2 separate regions of the Oryzias latipes genome follow, and region 1 is linked to region 2. A link is a contact called in public Hi-C data. All regions are on one chromosome and are shown on one strand. The core of a region is the stretch at or near the end of the contact, and the rest is flanking DNA. Distances in the headings are between cores, read along the strand shown. Region 1 overlaps rere (arginine-glutamic acid dipeptide repeats protein). Region 2 overlaps rere (arginine-glutamic acid dipeptide repeats protein).

Region 1 (5,855 bases), core at 2,356-4,855, 61 kb after region 2:
TGCACTGGTAAACAGTAGGAGAAGAAAAGAAGAAGCCCTTCCCTGCTTGTCCAGTGTGAAGACCATGGGCTAAATGAGCATTACAGAATGTGTGTTTAGCACGTTCTTAGACGTGCATCACATGCCTGGTATGAACGTAGCATTAGACCCCTGTCTGAATCCAGTTGATTAAAGCAAGTCTGCTCTTTTTTGCACTAAGGCCAAGCACAGCAGTGGGACAGACAGGCAGTCAGGATCAATAGAAATTGAATTGAGTGTGGTGTGCTGGGGGGGTGGGGGTGGGGGGGGGGCTTCATTGTGCTACATCCCACGTTGGGCTTCTTTCCTTCTGTTGTGGGGGAGTGTGTGCTTTGTGCTGGTAAAACCCTCTTCCAACTCCTGAAGCAAATGTCCTAAGAAGGGCCTACCCCCCCCCCCCCCCCCCCCCCCCCACATTCACAGTAACCTAAAACCCCAGCAGCCAAAACACCTCCTTATCGCACAACATATACATTTCACGAGGTCAGCGTTTATGCTATTTACACAAATGCGCATGAACACAAAGAACCTGCACCTTCTGTTGAGCTACACAGATATTCAAGGAAGCTGTAAATGTACATATCCTCAAGAGTCAAAAGCAGAACCATAAAAATAAAAAATAAATGTAAAGAATTCTGAAACCAACCAAGCCATGCTCCACCATTATCAGCCATAGTGAGGTTTAAGCAGCACAGCAAGTGGAGTGCAGCGAGTCCACTTTTGAGTGCTGTGCAAAGCAAAGCTGGACCGGCTGGTGAGGCTGGCTCCCTTTCCTGGCAGATGAGATCCCATTATCAGGCAAACGAAAAACTCCACCTCCAGGATTTCACAGCTCCTCTGTTTATCACATAGCTCTGTCAAGTTGGGCACCATTAACCGATAATGAAAGAAGACAACCGGTGCAGTTACAAGCAAAGCACTCCACATTCTACAGGCCTAAGCATGTATCTGAGAAGCTGACTGTGTCTATTCAATTCTGTTCAGCATTCAAACAGGCCGTCACAATACCTTTTCCCTAGAGCATCTTTTTTTCTACACTTTTGCGGCTTCAGCCCCTAAAAGATAACAAAGACTTGGTCGTTGTTTTTCAATTTAATGAGAAATTAAATCAAAGAGATGACCTTAAACAAGCATAAAAAACAAAGATCATTGACGGATAAGGAGGAAAAACGTGAAATATGATTAAATATATACCAGCGTTAGTGAACAACAACCATCAAAAGCTCAACAAGCTGCTTTCCGACTCTCCCATTATAGGATTCGGTAGCCGCTCACACTCATTAAAAATGAATACTTAACAAAAGCTGTGGCTGACACAAACTGTTTGCTTTATCCTGATTTCTCCACACTGGAAAAACACAAGCCCCTCAGAGGCAGCAGACAGAGCAAGTAGTGAGAGAAAAAATGCTCGGCAATACAAATAAGTCAGCCAGTAGCTGAAGCAACACAAAAAGTGACACGGATGGCTGAGCCAAGCATGGGAGAGACTTGGCAAGTCTCAGAGGCCTTGGCCTCTTAAGCACTCATATCTAGTAACTTCATTTAATACATTCACCAGGGACGAGCAGGCATGTTAAGGGGAGAAGGGATTGGGGAAAAGAAAAAAAAACACAGGCTTGAAAACCAAAAGAAAGGTTACACTGTGGTGGTGGAGGGAGTGTACTTCAAAAGCTATTGAAGACTTTCTGTGCAGAAACAAGTCAACCCTCCTGCTGTCAAACCACAACAAGAGAAGAAAATGGAGCTCTCTAGATTCAAATTCAAAACATTTGATTCATGTTAAGCACGTATTTCAAAAATAAAAGTTGTATTTTCTCTTGGATTATGGAACTGGGCTTTTCCAGATTGGGCTTTAAAGCAGCCTGTCTGTAACATGCCATGAAGAACAAAGACTCTGTGTGACTGCTGTTAGAAGGTACTGTTCCTCATTCGGAGGGTAGCTCCGCCCCTTTCCCTGCCGGCAGGCGAGGTCGACTTCAAATCATTCATAGCCTTTTTAGCCTTCATGGACTTTTAAGAGGGCACTTTGCAAGTTGGGGGGATCTGAGGAAAAATGGCTTTTTACACAATCAATTAAAACAGACACTGCCCGGAGGGGAGGCAATATAACACTATGCCTCTACAATATCGCAACTACGTAACTCGAGGATATTATGCAATGAAATATGATTATTTTTACGCCTCTGGATGAGAGGATTTAAGGTTTTCAGGGACTGAGAATACCTCCAGCTAAAGTTAAAAATAGAACAAAACAAAAAAAAAAAGACTAAAACTCTCTTGGTAAAACAAAAGGAAACAAAAATGTGAGTTGCCACCTATTGAGTGTTTATTTTCTGTAATTAGATGGCTTAATTGAAAGACCAGAAAGGTTGTTTCGTTGGTCTAGCCTCACATAGGCGTCTGAGCTATTCACAGTCACATTTGGCTGCCCTGCAGCACTCTGAAAAAAAACCAAAACACTTGTGTGCTGCATATGTCTTATCTCCTTTTCTAATCCGCACAAGCCATTAAAAAGAGTGGAACATGCTTGAAGCTGCCATTTGGGTAAAGAACTGCATATTCAGAAATATTTATCTACACAAATCACATGCACTCTGAGGTGAGTGCCACCGGCCAGTAAATGTATAAATGTTCCTAGGAAAAAGAATAATCATTTCCTCCCTGATTGTTCACTAGCAGAGTTTATTAGCTCAACACAAGCTTGAGCAAATTGTGGACAGAAATCTTGACAATTTCTATTAGATTAAAGCTTTCAGAGATGAAGACAAAAAATGCAATGAAAGAATGAAGCGGTCTGTGAATGTTTCTAAAAGTAGAAAGAAAATTGACACAGCAATCACAAACAAAGCACTTGTCTAAAATACTTCAGATGTACCAAGCTCCTGATTTTCCAGACATTCTTGAAGCTCTCACATGGACTGTCTGTGTCTGATTCACTGGGCCAAACAAGGCCTCATTCATCTGAATAAAAGAGCAGTTCAGGCTGGTGTGGCTGCTCCGAGAACAGGCTCCGAGGAATGAGGCTGGATTTCCAGGAGAGCCGCCGACAAACACAGCAAAAGTGGAAGTTTACATTCTAGCCAAGTCTTTTTGTGAACTAAGGCATAGTAACATAAACAAACAGTACGCGTGGCTGATGATAAGGCCTGGAAGCAGTCGGCAAAGCTCTCCTTCTGAGGAGTGGTGCTGGGATTCGGGTGCTGTCAAAGCATAAGAAAACAACTGTGCTGAACACAGAACGGGCTGGCAGCTGGGGAGTCTAAGTATTATGTGGTTGCTGACTAAGATAATACACTCAGCGACTACTTTCCATACAGGACACGTTGTCTCACCTCCACACAAGTGCCACCCTGTGGCCAATGAGCTCTGTTGCAGCTTGATTGTGATGGGGGAAGGGGGGGTAACTGCAGCTCATAATGTGAGAAACTTAAAATGAAGCATCCCCCCCATACACATAACAATTTATGGCATGAATGCTCAATATGGCAGAGAATTCTGTGCCCCGTTCCCCTCCAGTACCATTGCACATTGAGAAATCAATTACTGTCCTCTTGCTACAGATGGGCACTCCGTGTGTAAGCTAATGATTCAGCCTTCCACTTTACAGAGCAACTACAATAAGCAAATCCAATGTAGGTCAGATGAACGGCGATCTCAAGTCATGCTGGTACTTTTTTTCCCCTTTGTGTTTTCACCTCACTTTGTGATATAATAGCAAACAGAAGTCATCTCAAAGGCAGTTGTATGGTTAGCGTGTCAGTACTGGGTGCTGTGGGTGGGTGGGGGGGGACGTGTTATTTAAAGAGACAGCGCACAGTGGATTCGCTGAGGCTGTGTTATGAGATTTGACTGTGGGAGCAAACGCTCATTTATAATAGTCTGTGTGCAGTCAGAGCAGACAGTTTGGAGATCAACACTGAGGTCAAGAGAAGCCACTTAGCTGTGCTTTGGCCTTCCAACCCCTAGAGCGTTCAGTATCAACTATTACACTGTGGAAGTGGGTTTTCAAAAAAGCTGTGGTTGCTGCAGGAGACCTTTACATTTAGTAATTAGTGGTGTCTGAAGCTGCAAAATTGACCAGCAGTAGGTAGATTGAAATAGCAATACTCTATTACTGTTTTTTTTTCCAAAACAAAAGCATCCACCTTGAACAATCATTTTTGTTTTGAGCACCAGCTACCTCAAACCGCCATTTTTCACACCTTCACATATTTTCACAACAGTTTAGTTGCATCACTTTACAGCTACTGCCATGGCACTGAGAAAGAATTCATGCACTAATAATACTATGTGATTTCACCCACGACAACATACATGGCAAACTACATTAATAAAGCTGCTCTTCTCTTCCTGGAATAAAAAAAAAGAATTAGCCCAGAATTAGCCCACAATAACTGCATTTCAACCACAAAATAATTCCTAATCCACATACATTTACTGCACGATGCACAATGTGTGTGTGCATTAGTATGTGGGGGAGTGTGTGAGCGTTTCTCAGAGGTGAGAGTGCATGAAAGAGATAGCGACCCGGTGGGAGAGAAATGGGTAGGTGAGAGGCAGGAAAATGTACAAATCGGAGATTGAGCAGAAAGGCAATATGAAATGCTGTGTGGTAACTGTCTTCATAACAAAGAGGGTGGCATTGATAGAGTAGGCTTCGGGCAGTTTTAGCTCCTCAATCTTGCTGATGGAAGACGAATGAGAAAAAAGAAAGATGGGCTGAGTGAGGGAAAAAAGGAGAAAAATAAGGAGGAAAGGAGGTTGTGGATTTCTACCCACCTGCTGCTGATGTGTGCAGGAAGAGAAAGATGCAGCCTCCACAGAGGCCACGGCAAACCAATTACTAAACTCATTTAGTGGCCCGCTTCAGTCCTAAGCTTTAAATAGAAGCAGCACTTTTGAATCAAGATTTGATATTTATCTACTCTGGTTGCCATTCAGGCGGATTCACACACTTTATTATTATTTTTTTAAGCATTGAAACAAAGTGGAAACAAAAGCATTAAACTACATTTACAATTATTTTAGCTTTGCCCTTTTTGCAAAACTGCAAACAAAGAAAGTAAAGCAAACGCAAGAGACAACATTTAAATGAATATAAAATAGGTCTGGAGTAAAAATTGATTAATTCAAGAGTCAATCTTGACAGATTTCTATATGTAAAAGTGGTTTAATTCATTACTTATTTTTTAAATCCAATTGATTCACATTTTTAGAAAAATCTTTAACATTAAGATGCATTTTGTTCAGGTTTTAACAAAGTAATTTATAACTTGAGTGGTGAAAGTTCATCCTATGGAAATGTGTCAAATTAATTGATATCTAAAATCCAAAACCGAATCAAATAGTAAACAGAAATGTGGGATAAATCCAAAATGAGGAGCAACCATTGACTGTATATGAAAACTGGACTGAGTGAGTGTGATGTCACCCATAGAAAATGGCTTTCTTACAGCTCCAATGAAATTAAGTCAATTCAGACAATTTTTTTTTATAGTACAGACGTCACCATGTTGGAGCCAACAAGCACTGATTGGCCCAAGTCGGTCTGAGTCAACATTTCTACGGCAACCACTCTTGGCCAATCAGGAGTGAGCTTATTAAAGGCCATACCCCTACCACTAGAAAGTGGACTTGGATGAATCTGTCAAACATTTTGAACGCTCAACGTAAAACCACATCATTTTATGGAGGTATCTGTTGGCCAGTTTATAACTTGTAATAGCAAGAACATGTTAAAAAATGTATCAACGGCAATAACTCTGACAAATATACTGAGTAATGGCTGTTTTTTTCTCAATAGTAATCTATGGCTTTCTTGGACCAGCGGGGAAAAT
Region 2 (5,437 bases), core at 1,047-3,546:
TTTTTTTCCGTGTGAAAATAAACCAAACTTTTATAACAATTTTCAGGCTCTAGATACAAAATATGTGGCCATTTAAATGTGCATTAAAAGTCAACCTAGGTCCAACTTGTGCTAGCTAACAGTAGAAAAAGAAAAAGAAGAAGCCCCTCCCTGCTTGTTCAATATGAACACCGTAATGCTAAACGATCATATGTGATGCGCGTCACATGCCTGGTGTGAGCATAGCTTAAAGGACTTGACGGCTCCTAACATTAGAACCTGCCATATTGGATCTTTGAGACTGTTTTGTTCTTTGTGCTTCCAAAAAGGGTTTCCTATTAATTTGGTGCTGTGAAATAAATCATGTTTATGCCCACAACGCACACCCCTGAATGTGGTTCACCTTCAGCCAGTTGGAATGGAGAAGCAAGCTTGTGATTGGAGATCTTTTTGTTTGCATCACATGTACATAAAAAGGCAAAGACAGTAGAAACAGAACAGGAGGAAAAACCGGCAATATTCCCCAGAAACCAATCATTTACTTTCCGATCAATTTGATACATTTTTCACCAACATAATGTTGTTCATTTCTGTGGTTTTTAACTGATACTGCTGCTACTCGTATAACTACATCGATTTTTCGGTACGTATCTGAATCCTTTACATCGCTACTTTTTACATTCGCCAAATGAAGCCGACCTACATCCTCAGACTGGAAGGAGCCTAAAATTACAACCAGCCCTCCTGCTTTACTGAAACCTTCAGGGTACAAAGCCGTCTTCATTCATGAGGTGATATAAACCTAAGAGTGGTGTTTTGGGAATGAACACAATGCCATCTCTTTCCTCCAAATGGCCTGAGGCAAATCTCGAGGCATCAGACAGGTTAAAATACGAGGCAAATATTTAAATGTATTTCTCAACAATACACTATTTTTTCCCTCCCGACTGCTCAATGCATTCATCTACTTGAGAAGTAGCAGAGAAAGGGCATAAAGGCGGAGAGTCAGTTAAATCTGTATCTGACAAGTTAAAGGTGGCCGGCCCCTTGGGTCTATAATAGCTGTGCAGCTTGCTTTGTGTTGCTGCATGCATGTGCAGTCAACTCTAGAGAAGGGGGGCCCTGTGTACATCCACAATACTACAGGGATTGGAAGCAGGAGCTGCTACAAAGGGCAGGCTTCCTTCTACACACAGACGGGTAGAGTACCAGTGCGGTTATTTAAGGGGAGTATTCTGTGAATGTATACACTTAAAAAAAAGGACAGGGTGAGGGATTAGTAGTCTGTTCTCAGCAAGAAGAGAATAAAATCAATATGCCACTTTACAATGTCAAACGAATTTCGCCGCTGAAACCGATCGCTTCTCGCATTTCTGTTTAGGGCAGCAGCCGCAGCAAACTTTCTCTCGTGTCTGTTAACACCGGCCTTTTATAATGTAGTCACTCACTTGGTAGTCGGGAAACAACGTTAAAGTCCCATTCCAAACCCCTTTTGATGTGTTGTAAAAGCGTTCTCAGTTGTCCTTAGATTATGTTTATGCTGTTGGTAACCAAAATTTAAAATAAAAAAAACTGCATTGTTCCCTAGAACATAGTTTCTGCAGATCAGTGGTAGTTCATTTGAAATTTGCCTCCGAGTTGCCTGCACTCGGTTCCCATCATGCCTTTATGTACACTCACTCCAGCTGGCTTATAGCCCCTCACAACCCCAACCTAGCATTACTGGTGCAACAAACATGGCGAGCAATATTGGAGCTATCCAGCCGTACAGTAATGAGCAAAATGTAGACGTTCATGGATCTATTTGTCTGCAAGTGGAACGTATCAGAATGGAGCGGAACAGGGAGCTTGAGGCCTGCCGATAATAGATTTTATGTGACAACTACAAGATTTTTCAAACAGCATTATCCCGTCTGCTCCTGATTCACCATGACTTGAACAAAGAAAAACTTAATTTTCAATATATGTCCTTCATCAAGGGAAAAAATGTTGTTAAACACACCAAAAACAAAATATTTATTAGAGGGAGTCTTTAAAATGTGGCCACTCGTTCGGTAGTGGGGGAACAACATTAACAACCTGCGACTCTCAAACTCTGTGCCCTTTTCCTCTCCTCCTCTGTGAAAGTAAACCAAGTTTGGTCTTTAAACACCGCCAGAGCCTCCAGCTCCCACATGACAGCCCAAGCAGTGCACCTTGTTAACAGGAAACCCCTGTTTATTTTCTCTGCTTTTTAAACACTCTCTTCTTCCTCAGCCAACCCCGTTAGTGGCCCACTCCACCCCCCACTTCCTCTCACTGGGGACAACGCAGACCAGGATCTATGACTTCCTTTAGGAGGTGAAAAGGAGACGTTAGGAATCAGAGGCAGATCTCAAACGTACAAAGGAGATGGTGGAGAATGAGGGAGGGGAAAAGGGAGAGGTTAGGAAAGCGGCAGCTCAGCATTAGAAAGGAATGTACAGCAATTCAGCCAGGTTAGCAGCAAACTGCTTCGTTTGTCAATGTTTCGGGGGCAGAGGAGCCCTTGGGTCTGGCAGATCCGGGTTGAAGGCAGTGTGACATTGACACGAGGGCTGTACGTGGAACCGGGGCGAGGCAGAGTGTGGGAATGCTCACCTTGCTTGTCACAAGGACAGAGCGAGCACAACCAAGAACAAAAGACTGATTGTGGCATTCTGTGGCAAAGATGGGATCTGGGAGGACTAATCTGCTGCTCTGACAAGATAAGATTAGAGAGGTGAGGCAGGAAGAGCTGGCTTGAGAGATCACACACACATATTTGCATTAGCAAAAGCCCACATGCACACGCAGAGAAAGATGATAGATTTGATTGGAGAGGGGTTTTCGCCCCGCTTTCTTTCCGCGTTTTTCATTCAGTCGCCTCCACCGAGCCAGAGATTCCTGCCAGCACTCAATAAGCACTTCCATCTGGACGACAGAACGCACACATACTAAAACCTGCACGCGCGTTTGATGCCGGTGAGGTAAAGGATTTTCTGTGTTCATGCAATCTTTAACATTTCTGATAGGGGAATAAGGAGGGAGTTCAAACGTAATGCCTTCATGCTGTGTGAACACACAGAGATACACACAAATAACAGCCTTTCCCAATGAGCACCACTATTCGTCTCCTGACCCTGCAGAGGAACGAACAGGGCAGGCCAGGCCTCTGCCGTCAGAGGAAGGAGAAAGGATCTCTAAATCCAACTGTCAGAGCCAGCAGAAACAAGATCGGGCCTCATAGCTTGTGGGTTTTACACAGAGTTGCTTGGAGGAAGGTTTGTCTCGAAAGTCTGCCTCACTACGGAACATATAATAACACTCAACAAATGGTGATCACAGTGTTTGTGAGAAGGAACGGTGCAAAGCCAGCTCCCCTGCCCAGCAGCAGAGACAAATGAACAGTGTGGGAGGGAGGAGTGAGGTAAGTCCCAGCTGCAAAGGCGATGCTGGCAGGACCTTGGTGCCGTGGGTGTCATCCTCTCTCTGCTTCCATTTGGCTTGACCTGTTTGGATTTTAAATTGGCACCTTCTGCTCTGGACCCATCTGTCAGCCTCGCTCTATATAGGATTAGGAATGAGTTAATTCAGACTGAGAGGATAGGTTACAATGTTTTCCCATCTCTTAAAAAAACGCAACGATCCCCGCTTTAAAATGAACCTACTTCTCTGTTTAATCAAACCAATAGCACACTCATAAATGTCAGAGGCACAGCTTATTCGGCTGTGGGCAAATTAATAACAGCAATAGATTTAAGAACGTTATGAGGTCCTCTTTATTCTAGCAGCAGGAAATTAGAATAAAAAAAACTAGACAGTAGTCATGTGGCACTCACAGATGATCCTAATTAAGGCATCGAGGCTAAAGGCTGATGGAGGATTCAAGCAACAAGAGAGGCTCTTTACACAGAACAGTCACAAGCATCACACATGACCACCCAAACAGAGATGTACCATCCAGAACACTGTGACCATCAATTCTGGCTACGAGGAACGCGACCATACTCAGTAGAGCACAACAATGTCAGAGGGTGAGAGAAAGTGAGGACTGAGAACGCCAGTGTTACCTCCACGCTTCATAAAACTGCTAAGCTCTGTCCAACTACAATGTTTGTCTTTGCCTCCAACACACGTCTGCTCCACTACAGTTTCAGCCAAGGAACTCAAATCAGGCTAAGTGGTAACAGAGATCTGCATTATCTTAGCAAAAAAGAATCCAGCTTCAAAAACTGGAGTTGATTTGTTCAAGTCAATGCAGAACGGACACTTTACATGAGTATAGCATTGTCTGGTTCAAATTCATTTTTCGCGATACGGACGCCGCCATGTTGGAACCAGAAATAGTCAGTAAGCAGTGATTGGTCGAAGTCGGTCTGAGTTGACGTTTCTATGGCAACCACCCTCGTCAATCAGGAGTGAGCTGGTTGGAAGACCACTCTTCACACTTGAGAGCAGATTTGGAAGTATCTGTCAATCAAATGTTTTAAATGTTCTACTTGGGGGGGGGGGGGTAGGCACAACCTACTTTTATTGAGTCATCTGACTGGACAGCTGAATAACTTGAGCAACAGAAAAATATGTTGGAAAAAAAGAGGATTAGCATGAACATGTTAGAATAAGGGGTAGCAGAGCAAGAATGATTATTCTGACAAATATAATGAGTAATATATAGTTTTTTCTTAATAGAAGTCAATGGGATTTTGGCTCCAAAAGGAGCTAGTGGGTACTTCCTGATTGGAACAGTTGGGGGGAGGGGTAACTCAGTCCAGTTCTCACGCACAGTCAGTAGACTTTACTCAGGTTGCTGTAAAAGGCAGAAAAAGCAGCCATTACTGCTTTCAGTCTTACTTTGAAACTTCACACCCATCTTACTGAGGTCAGCATATGTGCCAACGAACGTGTTTGTGAACGCCAGAATTGCGAAAGTTTTTTTCTGTTTTTTTTTTTTTTTAACATTACTTTGTGAACCATGTCTTCTATGTTTGACAACAGGAGGACAGATGGAGGGCTTTTAAACATCGTTTCAACGACAGCAGTATAGCTAAAATGGAGGAATGCTAACAGAAAGTGAAAAATGACTGAATATTTGCCTGTGTGTGTTTGAATGTGTCCCATTGTGCGTGCGCTAAGCCAGCTAATCCAGTCGTGGCTGTGCATGTACAGCTATCAGTGACCGTATCCTGATGACGCCCTTAATGTTGCAAACAAAGACAGGAAATGGAAGGCTTGATTAAGGCAGCACTAACCAATGACACACCTGTGTGTAATGGATACGGAAACACACACTCAGACATTTATCCCTCTGAATGGAAAGTCTGTGGAAGAGGTGTATCAGGGAGGTGTTGGAAGACATCAGAATGGTAATGATGGTTGGAAAAGTGTTTTTTATGTATATTTGGTCAGCACAAACAAACACCAAAAGACATGAAGAAATAGTCTAACGAAAACACACTAG

What was found. A called contact is a pair of places that touch in the nucleus more often than the background predicts.
Region 1: a Hi-C map of embryo shows a contact between it and region 2, with 2.1 times the contacts expected there. The contact joins two enhancer-like sites. A contact is called at or near these places in 5 of 5 Hi-C or Micro-C datasets (embryo, fibroblasts and gastrula embryo).

What each region holds. Positions count from the first base shown.
Region 1 is chr7:10,434,141-10,439,995 of ASM223467v1, forward strand. The region is part of intron 2 of rere (arginine-glutamic acid dipeptide repeats protein); the gene reads right to left. Among protein-coding and RNA genes, the nearest start is that of rere, 32 kb to the right of the region's middle. Within about 2 kb of position 3,606, at least 3 of the 8 cell types and tissues checked have an H3K27ac peak or open chromatin away from gene starts, as enhancers often do. A contact at or near this core is called in embryo, where this site is marked.
Region 2 is chr7:10,374,610-10,380,046 of ASM223467v1, forward strand. All of the region lies in intron 4 of rere (arginine-glutamic acid dipeptide repeats protein), which reads right to left. Among protein-coding and RNA genes, the nearest start is that of rere, 92 kb to the right of the region's middle. Within about 2 kb of position 2,297, at least 3 of the 8 cell types and tissues checked have an H3K27ac peak or open chromatin away from gene starts, as enhancers often do. A contact at or near this core is called in embryo, where this site is marked.